3 separate regions of the Sus scrofa genome follow, and regions 2 and 3 are each linked to region 1. The links are chromatin contacts, called in public HiChIP or PLAC-seq maps. All regions are on one chromosome and are shown on one strand. The core of a region is the stretch at or near the end of the contact, and the rest is flanking DNA. Distances in the headings are between cores, read along the strand shown.

Region 1 (3,322 bases), core at 542-3,041:
AAAGACAAATACCACATGATATCAGTTACATGTGGACTCTAAAACATGGCACAGATGAACCTATCTACAGTATGGAAACATACTCACAGACATGAAGAACAGATTTCTGGTTGCCAAGGGGGAGGGGGGAGTGGTGGGATGGACTGGGAGTTTGGGTTTAGGAGATGCAAACTATTACATTTAGAACAAATAAGCAATGAGGTGCCGCTGTATAGCACAGGGAACTATATCCAATCTCTTGTGATAGGACATGATAGAAGATAATATAAGAAAAAGAATTATGCATGTATGTATGACTGGGTCACTTAGATATACAGCAGAAATTGACAGAACATTGCAAATCAACCATAATAAATTTTTTTTTTTTTTTTTTTGTCTTTTGCCTTTTCAGGGCCAAATCCACAGCATATGGAGTTTCCCAGGCAAGGGGCTGAATCAGTGCTACAGCTGCCAGCCTGCGCCACAGCCACAGCAATGCCAGATCCTTAACCCACTGAGCGAGGCCAGGGATTGAACCCACTAGTCGGGTTCATTAACTACTGAGCCATGAAGGGAATTCCCCATAATAAAATTTAAAAAAATAAAATAAAATGTAAAAACAGAAAAAATAGAAATGGACAAGGGAAGACAAAAGAAGTAGGAGTGGCAAGTTAGTAATAGAAGAAAAGAGTTACTGAGACAAGGGTTAACCAAGAATCTTGAAAATACCATGAAAAAATTAAGATCTCTCTATGGACAAGAAACACATGCTGGCAAAAGGTCTAAAAATTGTTTTCCACCTCAGGTACACTTGTTAAGGCCAAGAACCTTTCAATTCTTATATTCTGTTTTTACTTTCACTGAGTTTTAATGCCACTACGTCTCCTTGCACCAAGCATTTCAGCAAAAACACTGCCCAAATACCAAGAGAAAATGGACTTTGGATTTGAATAAAAATCATTTTCGCCTTATACTCACTTGGCTCTTCTTTCCTCTTGCATCTGTGGTTTGGTCCGTTGAGCCTTATCTCCCATACGGGTACCTTCCAACTTCCCAACCAGGGAGAGCACCTCTCCTGTGGGTTCATCCCGGCGGGTCCGGTCAATGAGAGAGCGGTCAGCTTGGAGGACAAGATTCGAGTTCTGAAAAGATAACAATATGATCGAAGTTCTGACGTGAGCAGGACCAATTCCTCTATCACAAGGTGATAACCATTAGTTGGAATAAGATATTTTCCTTAGAAAGAGCATCGTACAATTGCGCGTGAGACAGAGGTAATCAAATAGGTAGAACAATCCTTGCTCCTAACACTGCCCACAATAATTCTCACCTGGGAAAAGTTGGGGGTGACTTACGGAAGAGGGCAGGTAAAGCGCTGAGGGGACAGGGGACAAACACTCCTAGCAGAGCTCTTAGCCCATCCCACTCGTCCCAGACACCAGTGGGGTTATTAGTCTTATCATCATGTACCCACACCTTCGCCCGGATCTGACTTCCCCTCTGATTTGGCAGTTCTTCCGAAGGCCTTCAGACAGAAGCTCCCTTCCGCAGACTCCCGCTCCCCACCGAGGTCCCCAGCCCAGAGCCCTGCGCCGAGCCTGCACGCACCGCCTTGTACTCGTACTGCAGGCTACGGGCGGTCACATCCGCCATGGCCGCCGCTGCTCCGGGGTCTCAGCACTCCTCTTCCCCCACCGCACGCTCTCAACGGTCACGGATATCCGCTACCGCCGCGCCGAAACAACGCAGAAGAGACGCAATGGAGGGAGAAAGAGACGAGCTTACTTCCGCTTCCGGGTCGCTCGCCGGAAGTGCAGGTGACCGTATCTACGGCGTGTGCGTTCCTCTTTCCTGAGACCTTATGGGCTCGGTTGGTTGGACCGACGAATTCCGAGACCCTCAGACAATGGTTCCGGACCCACGTCCCGTACTTTCTTACACCTCGGCCTCCGGCCTCCAAGACTCCTCACATCATAGCGAAGCGTACGTCTGTTTACCCCCTATCCTGTCTCAAGCGCTTTTCTACCGGCTTCTTCCTCTGGAAACAGTCCTGTGAGCTATGCCGGCAAGGAGAAACTAATGAACCCCATTTCTGGCTGAGAAAACTGAAACACCTGTGTGCCTGTGTCTGATATCTTCCTTGGGTTTTTCCTCTATATTGAACGATTGAAAGAACGCTCTGTTCCCCACCTGTCCCACCTAAAACCCATGCCTCCGGAGCTCTCATTCTGGTCTCACTTTACGCGGCAGGGCCCTCCCCACGATTGAAGAACTTCGGTGAAAGCAGCTACCCTCCTGGCAGGCCAACTCCTTGAAGACAGTAACAATTTCTTCTCCAACAACGAAGCCTATCCGGGCCCTGGAGGCACTCCTGCCTTCCTATCCCCTGCCTTCCCATCCCGAGTTCTGCTCTATGGAATGGCAACTAATAGCTGAATAGTTATAGCTTGTTTGTTTTTGAAAGATTAAGGGAAGCTAAAGGAATTCATCCTCTATGGCTGATGGCCATGGCCGACAGCTGCTGGTCCAAATTTCCCCTACAGGAGTATTTTGTTTGACTCACTATCTGGGATTGTTGAAAGTTCCTGGTGGCCTTGCAGTTAGGACCTGGCGTTATCTCTGCTGTGGCTCAGGTTCTATCCCTGGCCTGGGAACTTCTACATGCCAAGGGTGCAGCAAAAAAAAAAAATAAATAAATAAATAGCAAAGGACTGACCTTCTTACATGGCTGACTTGCCTGGTGCTAATCAGCAACTGCCACTTTCATTAGATGCACATGTTCTTCCCACAGACCCTGTAATTGCTTGGCCCCTGTAGGCATGAGGTTTGCAGCCCTGAGAGTTTTTTGTATATATAACTGGGCCTTCCAAGAGACAGTCAAGTTCTGTGGCAGCTCTGCTCCTCAGTGGCTTTGTGACTTTGAGTAGCTGCCTTGTTTCTAGGTGAGTGTCATTTTGTCATCCTTAAAATTGAGGCAGTAAAACTTTCCTCTTAGGTCTTTTGGTAAATGAGATAGTGTGTTTAAAAGCACCAGCAGGGGTTCCCATCATGGCTCAGCAGTAATGAACCCAACTAGGATCCATGAGGATTCGGGTTCAATCCCTGGCCTTTCTCAGTGGGTCAGGACCCAGTGTTGCCGTGACCTGTGGTGCAGATCGCAGACATGGCTCAGATCCTGCATTGCCATGGCTGTGGCATAGGCCGGCAACTTTAGCTCTGATTTCACCCCTAGGCTGGGAATTTCCATATGCTTTAGATGAGGCCCTAAAAAGACACACACAAAGTACCAGCAAAGTGCCTGACTCAGATAGGGGCTCACTGAAGGTAACTTGAATTTGAATCC
Region 2 (3,288 bases), core at 533-3,032, 36 kb after region 1:
TGTCCTGAGCTGAAACCTGACAGAAGGTAATTGGGTGAAGATGGAGTTGAAGGATTCCACATCGAGGATGTGGTATATGCAGAGGCTTTAAGGTGGGAGCTGGCATGGTAAGCGCCAGTCTCAAAGAAGGCCTACATGATTGGAGGGCAAGGTGAGGCTGGAGAGACTGTGGGGACCAGATTCAGCAGGGCCTTGCAGATCATTTTAGAATTTTCTAGAGCAATGGAACCTTTGAATGGTTTTGGACTTTGGCAGGAAGTGACAGTTCAGTTTTGTACTTAACAACCACCACCCTGGGCCCAAGGAGAAGGAGGTCAGAGCAGGATTGGGGCTGCTGCAGACCAGCAAGAAGGAAATGTGGATGAAAAGAGATGTAGGATTGAAGAGATTTTTAGGAAGTAAAAAGAGTCCAGGAATGGCTTGTATGAGGCAGGGGGAAGTGTCCAGGATGGCTTCTGGGTTCTGATTTAGGTTTCTGGGTAAACTTGTTTTCTTTCTTCTATCCCACACTGCCTTACACTAAAGGTTTGAAGGTGATCACTGAGAGAACAAGTTTTTGCAAAAAAAAAAAAAAAAAAAAAAAAAAAAAAAAAAAAAAAAGAAGCTTAAAAGGTTGTTTTCAGAGTTCCCATTGTGGCTCAGTGGAAACAAATCTGACTAGTATCCAGGAGGATGCAGGTTCAATCCCTGGCCTTGCTCAGTGGGTTAAGGATCCAGCGTTGCAGGTGTAGGTCGCAGAGGCAGCTGGGATCTGGCCTTGCTGTGGCTGTGGCATAGGTGGGTGGCTACAGCTCTAATTCGACCCATGTGCCGTGGCTGTGGCCCTAAAAAAAAAAGAAAAGTTTTCAACAGGTAAATACTTTTTTGGCTGCCAAATGACTAGGGGGCACCAGTGGCATTCTGTGAGCAAATCACACTGAGCAGTCCTACAAAGAGGGCAAAAGTCCCACAGGCCAAGGACTGTTTCACCCTGAATGCCTTGGGAAGTGCTGTATAAAATGCCATATATGTGTTATAAGAGATTACAAGCTGTTCTCCGGATATTTGGGGGAACAGCCTTGGCCTTTTTTCCATAATACAATTTTTGGAACCAGATGAAGCAGAACTTAATCTTATTTTTTTGAAAGAGGGGAATATATCCAGGAGTTTTTTTCATTAGATTTCATTTTAAAAAATGTACACACAGGAGTTCCCGTCGTGGCTCAGTGGTTAACAAATCCGACCAGGAACCATGAGGTTGTGGGTTCAATCCCTGGCCTTGCTCAGTGGGTTAAGGATCCAGCGTTGCCGTGAGCTGTGGTGTAGGTTGCAGACGCGGCTCGGATCTCTCCTTGCTGCGGCTCTGGTGTAGGCCGCGGCTACAGCTCCGATTGGACCCCTAGCCTGGGAACCTCCATATGCTGCGGGTGCGGCCCTAGAAAAGGCAAAAAGAACAACAACAACAAAAATGTACACACAGCATTTTGCACCCCTTCTTCCCCCGCCTGTAACGCTGCTCATTCAGGTGTGTTCGCCCCTCTCACCTCAGTCTCACACCCCGTCCATCACTTTCTGCTTCCTTGGTGTTTTGCTGCACAGGTCAGGATGGGAAAATCACCTTTGTTACCTTGGTCATCTGCCTCCCCCATAAGTAAGTAAACTCCGTGAAAGCAGAGCCCTTGCCCGTTCTGCTCTACGCTTGGACCCTAGCGCACAGTTCCGCGTCTAGCGCTTGAAAGGAGGCATATTTCCTCTCAGGACCACTTTTTTACGCGCGCAGGGCCGAGGCTGTCCGCGCAGGCGCGTCCTGGCCCCGCCCCCGGTGACGCCACGGCGGCCGTTACAGCGCTCCGGCGTCTCCGCGCGCGATTTAAAACCGGCTCTGGCGACTCCGAAGACGAGATGGGACCTCCTTGTCCGGGTGAGGCTGGGTGGGCAGGAGGCGCTGCGGGCAGGGCCCGGCGTGAATGGTGCTCCAGGCACCGGTGCTGGCGGGCGGGCCTGAGCGGGCAGTGCGAGTATTCTCGGCCCTGTCTTTGGCTTCTTCTTTGCCAGCGGAGTGAGACGCTCCAGGGCGCGGAGAGGGGGAGGGGAGGGGGGTAACGGGAGGGGGGGGAGGGAGTGGCGGGCGGGTTTCGCTCGGCCAATCAGAACGCGACTTCGGTCCGCGCTGCTCCTCTGTGATTGACCAGGTTGTGGGAAGCCTTTTTCCCTAGGCTCCTTCACCTTGGGTGGTGTGTCTTCCTTGAAAAGGAGGTTTTCCTAGAATGCACTTTAATTCAGGGCCGTGGAAGCGTTGTGGTTACCGCTGTGTGTTTAACACGCATGCATTTATTTATTTTCGTATTCACTCGACAAATATTGAGCGACCCCTTTGGTCCCCCTCTTAGACGCAGAGTTATAGTATAAAACGACAAAGTCCCACCCTCTTAGAGCGTGTACTTTAGTTCGGGAGACACAGTAAACGAAATAATTACAGATGAGGTTGAGCACTCAGATTGAGAAGAGCAGAGTAGGGGAAGGGTTATTTTCGGTTAGGAAGTCAGGGAAGACCTTTGAGCAGATTCTGGGGAACATGTTCTAAGCAGAAGGAGCAAGTACGAAAGAAGGGCAAGCGTGAAGGAGCCTGACATGGATGAATACCAGGACATGGTAATTAAAAGAGTGAATGAGGTGGGACAGGTAGGCAGGGCCTTCGTGTCTTGGTGAGAGGTTTCGAAATTTAGAGGTACATTTTGGACATGGTAAGTGACTCACCGGGGTCGGTCAGGTGAAAGGGTCAGTAATCATTTGGATAAGAGTTGGACACTCAGGGCAGTGATATAGGGTGCCCAGGGAAGTAGCCCCTGGACTGAGAGGTAAATTTGGAGGGTCAGGAAGCAAACCGTAGGAGCATTTTTTTTTTGCTATATGCTTTTTGTTATGTAGGTGGTAAAACCATGGAACAGGTGAGACCGCTAGGAAGGCCTTATAGAGAAAACACTCAGCACCAACATTTAGAAACTGGTTAAGGAAGAGCTGGAAAAACTCAGGCAAGTAAGCCAAAAGTGTATCAAGAAGCAGGGTGTTGTCACCTGTTTTGAGTGCTGCTGACTCTCAAGAGAGATGAAGCCTGAAAAGTGACTGTTGGGTTTGGGAACATGGAAGTTGTGAGTGATGGCAACAAAACAGTTTTCATGAAGTGGTGAGTGTGGGAGCCACACCAAAGGGCTTGAAAGATGAGGAGGTGGATGCAGAAAGCGTTTTAGAGCTCAGTTATCCTTTTCTTGAAATAATGGATCCATAATGTCAAAGGGAAGGAGGGAAACA
Region 3 (3,799 bases), core at 1,160-3,659, 64 kb before region 1:
TAGGTTGCAGACGTGGCTCGGATCCTGCGTTGCTGTGGCTCTGGCTAGGCTGGCAGCTTCAGCTCCGATTCGACCCCTAGCCTGGGAACCTCCATATGCCGCAGGAGCGGCCCAAAGAAATAGCAAAAAAAAAAACCACACACACAAAAAAGTTCCCTTCCCATAAATCCTTTTATTTCTCACACCTGAGAACACCTTTAGACCAAATGAACTAGCAAAAGACCACTAACAGAAACTAGGCAACCCACCTATCATGCTTTGTTAGCTTGGCTGTTTGTAGTTCCTATTTTATTTTTATTTATTTATTTATTTTGTCTTTTCTAGGGCCGCACCAGCGGTATATGGAAGTTCCCAGGCTGGGGGTCTAATCAGAGCTGTAGCCACTGGCTTACGCCACAGCCACAGCATCTCGGGATCTGAGCCACATCTTCGACCTACACCACAGCTCACGGCAACGCCGGATCCTTAACCCAGTGATTGAACCTGCAACCCCATGGTTTCGAGTCAGATTCGTTAGCCACTGAGCCACAACTGGAATTCCCTGGTTACAATTTTAAACTGCATTTACAAAACAGTCATCTTTCCTGCTAGGAAAAGTATCATTAGCTCTTGAGATACACTTGCATTTACCTACAACTCAACAGTGTTGCACAAACAGCTGCTTGGCATCTGAGTGCTACACCTCCAAACAGATCACAGTGCTATTTTTACTGAAGTATTTCCACTTTTAGTCTAACCAAAAATGTGGAATTAACAGAAGAAATAGCTGGAATAAACAGATTTGCATGGAAAGGTCTTGAAATCACAGTTTCAGAGTTTAGGGGGCAGGGTGTGTGTGTGTGTTTGTGTGTGTGTGTATAGAAAAAGCACAGTTTAAGAATATCTGTTAGAAAGTACAGTGACAAGCAAGATCCGAAGCCAGGTCTCCCTATGATATTATGTGAAAATTGTAAAGGTTCAGTTCAGAATGACCGATTAATACATTCGATCAATGGTTCTGCACTTTTCAGAGGTTTTGATGATGACAGTGTGATTTCAGAGCCTAATGAAACAGTACTCCCAGAGTTCTACTGGAAGTAGCAAATAAACTGACCTAGTTCTTCCAGGTTAAAATGTCTGGGCTACAGGTACGTTCGGGGAGGGCCAAATCGATTCCAGCATCATAACTCTGACATGAGTCACAATGACAAAAGAGCTCTCCTAGCCTTCCTCACGAAATTCACTTAGAATGAAGTAAATTTGTAAACTGCATAATTATTATTACACTTAGGTCAAAATTAAAACCTGCTTGGAATTTGCATTTTTCCAGATGTGTTAAAGATCTCGTGAACAGTAGCCTACATGTCTTCCATACCAATTTTTCACAATGTTATTTTAGTGTCTTGCTTCCCCAAGTCTCCCTCTTCCACTACGCCTTACACTTCGTGATTTCCAACTCGACAAATCAAATTAACACATAGCAATAAAGAAACAAGGCCGGCTACAATAGGAGCAAGCTACTTGCATCGTCACTTCCAGTACCACCGGGTCCACGGGAGAACCGGTAAGGCAGGCCCCACGGTCTAATGTCCCCACCTCCCAACCTGACCGGCCCCGCCCCAGGGAAAGGCACGACCTCGCCACTGAGCCCACCTCTGCAACTCCTCCTCCTGGATCCTCTCCTCGTCCCACACGAACACGCCGGCGAGCGCCGCCATCAAGGCAGAGGCATGGCCCGGGCGCCCCCGCAGCCGGCGCCAGAGGCGGCCGAGAAGGACGCGGCGCGAGCTCTCCGAGTACAGGCGGCCGTAGAGCTGCGCGATCTGCTGCGCCCGCCGCACGCGCAGGCCCGTCACGAAGCTGCACTGATTGGCCAGCAGGGAGAGCAGGCCCCCGCCCCGCGCCCCCGCGCGCCCGGCCGCCGCCGCGCCCACCAGCCAGGCGGCCAGGCTGGCCGGCGGCCTCCTCGGAAACATGCCGACCGCGCGCCCCGCAGGCCCCTGTACCCTCTGCGCTTGCCTCGCGCCCGGAGGCAGGCGAAGTCTCGCTCGCAGAGCAAAAGAACGAGCCTGGGAGGGCGCAGAGCGACCTTCCGCCAAGTTCCCCTAACTGGCCGGCCCCGAGCTCGTCTCACGGTCTAACAGGTCGTTCATCTCTCTCGGCAGAAACCGCTGAGGAGTAGGTCAGCGCACCAGCCGCGGGGGCGGGCCCGCGACCGTGGCAGGAGGCGCTCCGGAGTTCGGGCTGGTGCCCGGGTGGGCGACGGCAGTTCAGTTCTGTGGGCCCCCTACCACCTCGGCGTCTTCAGGCTGGCGCCAGAGGCCGCGGTGCAAGGCGCGCGGGAAGCAGCGAGGCTGGCGGCGAGGTCTCGCGCATTCCGCGTCAGCCACATGCACCCCCAGCCTGCAACCTTCTCCGGGCTCCACCGCCCGGCCCTGATTGGGCGCGGCCCAGACTCTCGGTGCTGATTGGCGGAGTCAAGTGCTCGTCACCTCCCCTTCCCACCCCTTCGCGGGGCGCGCCGGGACCCCTCACTAGCAAGGTAGGTGGCGCGGTGGCAAGAGCTAGTCAAGGGCGCCTCAGAGATTGACCATCGGACCCCGCCGCCGCCATCTTCTGTCCACCCGACCCCGCCCCCCGAGGGGGCGCGGCCAGGTTCCTGTTACTACCCTGCGCGGTGCTAGTTCCGCTGTTCTGGGCGGCCCGAAGCCACCGTCTCGTTCACTGATTTGAGTCCAGGGTGGGGTCGGGTCTCTGCATTGCCTCTGCGGGGCCATTGGGGTGTCCAGGTTAGGAAGCCGGGAGCGGGACGGCGTAGACGCCTTTGGTGAATGGAGACCTTTCCTGGGCCTCCCCCGCTGCTCTTCCCGACCTGACCGAACCCCCGAGACCGCCTCCCAGAGTCTGAGTCTGAGCACTCAGTCGTCCCTCTATGAACCCTCGACGCGAGAGTGGGCCAGTGTGACATGCTGGGAACCCAGAACACTTTCCAGATTGCTGCGTGGGCAGGTGGCCCGTCGCAGTCTGGAAATGCAGTAGCCCTTTGATAAAGGGCAGCAGAATGGAGTTAAGTGGGGCAGATGCTCCTGGTCAAGTGTCCCTCTTTGACCCAACAAAGGTGGCCTAAAACCTATTTTGCACCACCCATGAACAACCTGGCTAAAAGATCTTATGGGCATTAAATTGCTATTCTAGGAGTTCCCGTCGTGGCGCAGTGGTTAACGAATCCGACTAGGAACCATGAGGTTGCGGGTTCGGTCCCTGCCCTTGCTCAGTGGGTTAACGATCTGGCGTTGAGTGAGTGAGTGAGTCCACCGTGAGCTGTGGTGGTGTAGGTTGCAGACGCGGCTCGGATCCCCCGTTGCTGTGGCTCTGGCGTAGGCCGGTGGCTACAGCTCCGATTCAACCCCTAGCCTCCATATGCCGCGGGAGCGGCCCAAGAAATAGCAACAACAACAAAAGACAAAAAGACAAAAATAAATAAATAAATTGCTATTCTATGCCCAACCTCACTAAAACGAAATGGCTGGATGTCTAAAAATAGCAAGGCCTTACAAGAGACTGTTTCCTTAATGTCTTAAAGCTTATATTAAGTACCTTATTGACAAACAAAATACTGTAAAAAGATATCTTCGTGTGAAAGACTGCTCACTCCAAGGCAGTGCAATTAGAAGTTTTACTCTTAAAGTACCTTTTTGAGCAATTTTGTGTGTTCTTTTTCTTTTTTTTGTCTTTTTGCTATTTCTTGGGCCGCTCCCGCGGCATATGGAGGTTCCCAGGCTAGGGGTCGATTCGGAGCTGAAGCCACTAGCCTATGCCA

The links. HiChIP or PLAC-seq counts read pairs in DNA pulled down with a chosen protein or histone mark.
Region 2: an H3K27ac HiChIP or PLAC-seq map of alveolar macrophages shows a contact between it and region 1. The contact joins the promoter of NCAPH here to the promoter of SNRNP200 in region 1. A contact is called at or near these places in 2 of 47 Hi-C or Micro-C datasets (embryonic fibroblasts and epiblast stem cells) and 2 of 2 datasets of contacts at active chromatin or transcription factors (alveolar macrophages and skeletal muscle).
Region 3: a contact with region 1 is called in an H3K27ac HiChIP or PLAC-seq map of alveolar macrophages. The contact joins the promoter of STARD7 here to the promoter of SNRNP200 in region 1. A contact is called at or near these places in 2 of 47 Hi-C or Micro-C datasets (epiblast stem cells and heart right ventricle) and 1 of 2 datasets of contacts at active chromatin or transcription factors (alveolar macrophages).

Annotation. Positions count from the first base shown.
Region 1 is chr3:46,927,535-46,930,856 of Sscrofa11.1, reverse strand. It overlaps SNRNP200 (U5 small nuclear ribonucleoprotein 200 kDa helicase), which reads right to left and starts at 1,791. Exons shown (of 45, transcript XM_021087098.1): 1 at 1,588-1,791; 2 at 958-1,121. The coding sequence starts at 1,632. It overlaps LOC110259970 (a long non-coding RNA gene), which reads left to right and starts at 1,829. Exons shown (of 2, transcript XR_002342509.1): 1 at 1,829-1,962; 2 at 2,230-2,668.
Region 2 is chr3:46,891,502-46,894,789 of Sscrofa11.1, reverse strand. It overlaps NCAPH (condensin complex subunit 2), which reads left to right and starts at 1,782. Exons shown (of 18, transcript XM_021087093.1): 1 at 1,782-1,900. The coding sequence starts at 1,882.
Region 3 is chr3:46,991,318-46,995,116 of Sscrofa11.1, reverse strand. It overlaps STARD7 (stAR-related lipid transfer protein 7, mitochondrial), which reads right to left and starts at 2,409. Exons shown (of 8, transcript XM_003124844.6): 1 at 1,633-2,409. The coding sequence starts at 1,955. All of the region lies in intron 4 of TMEM127 (transmembrane protein 127), which reads right to left.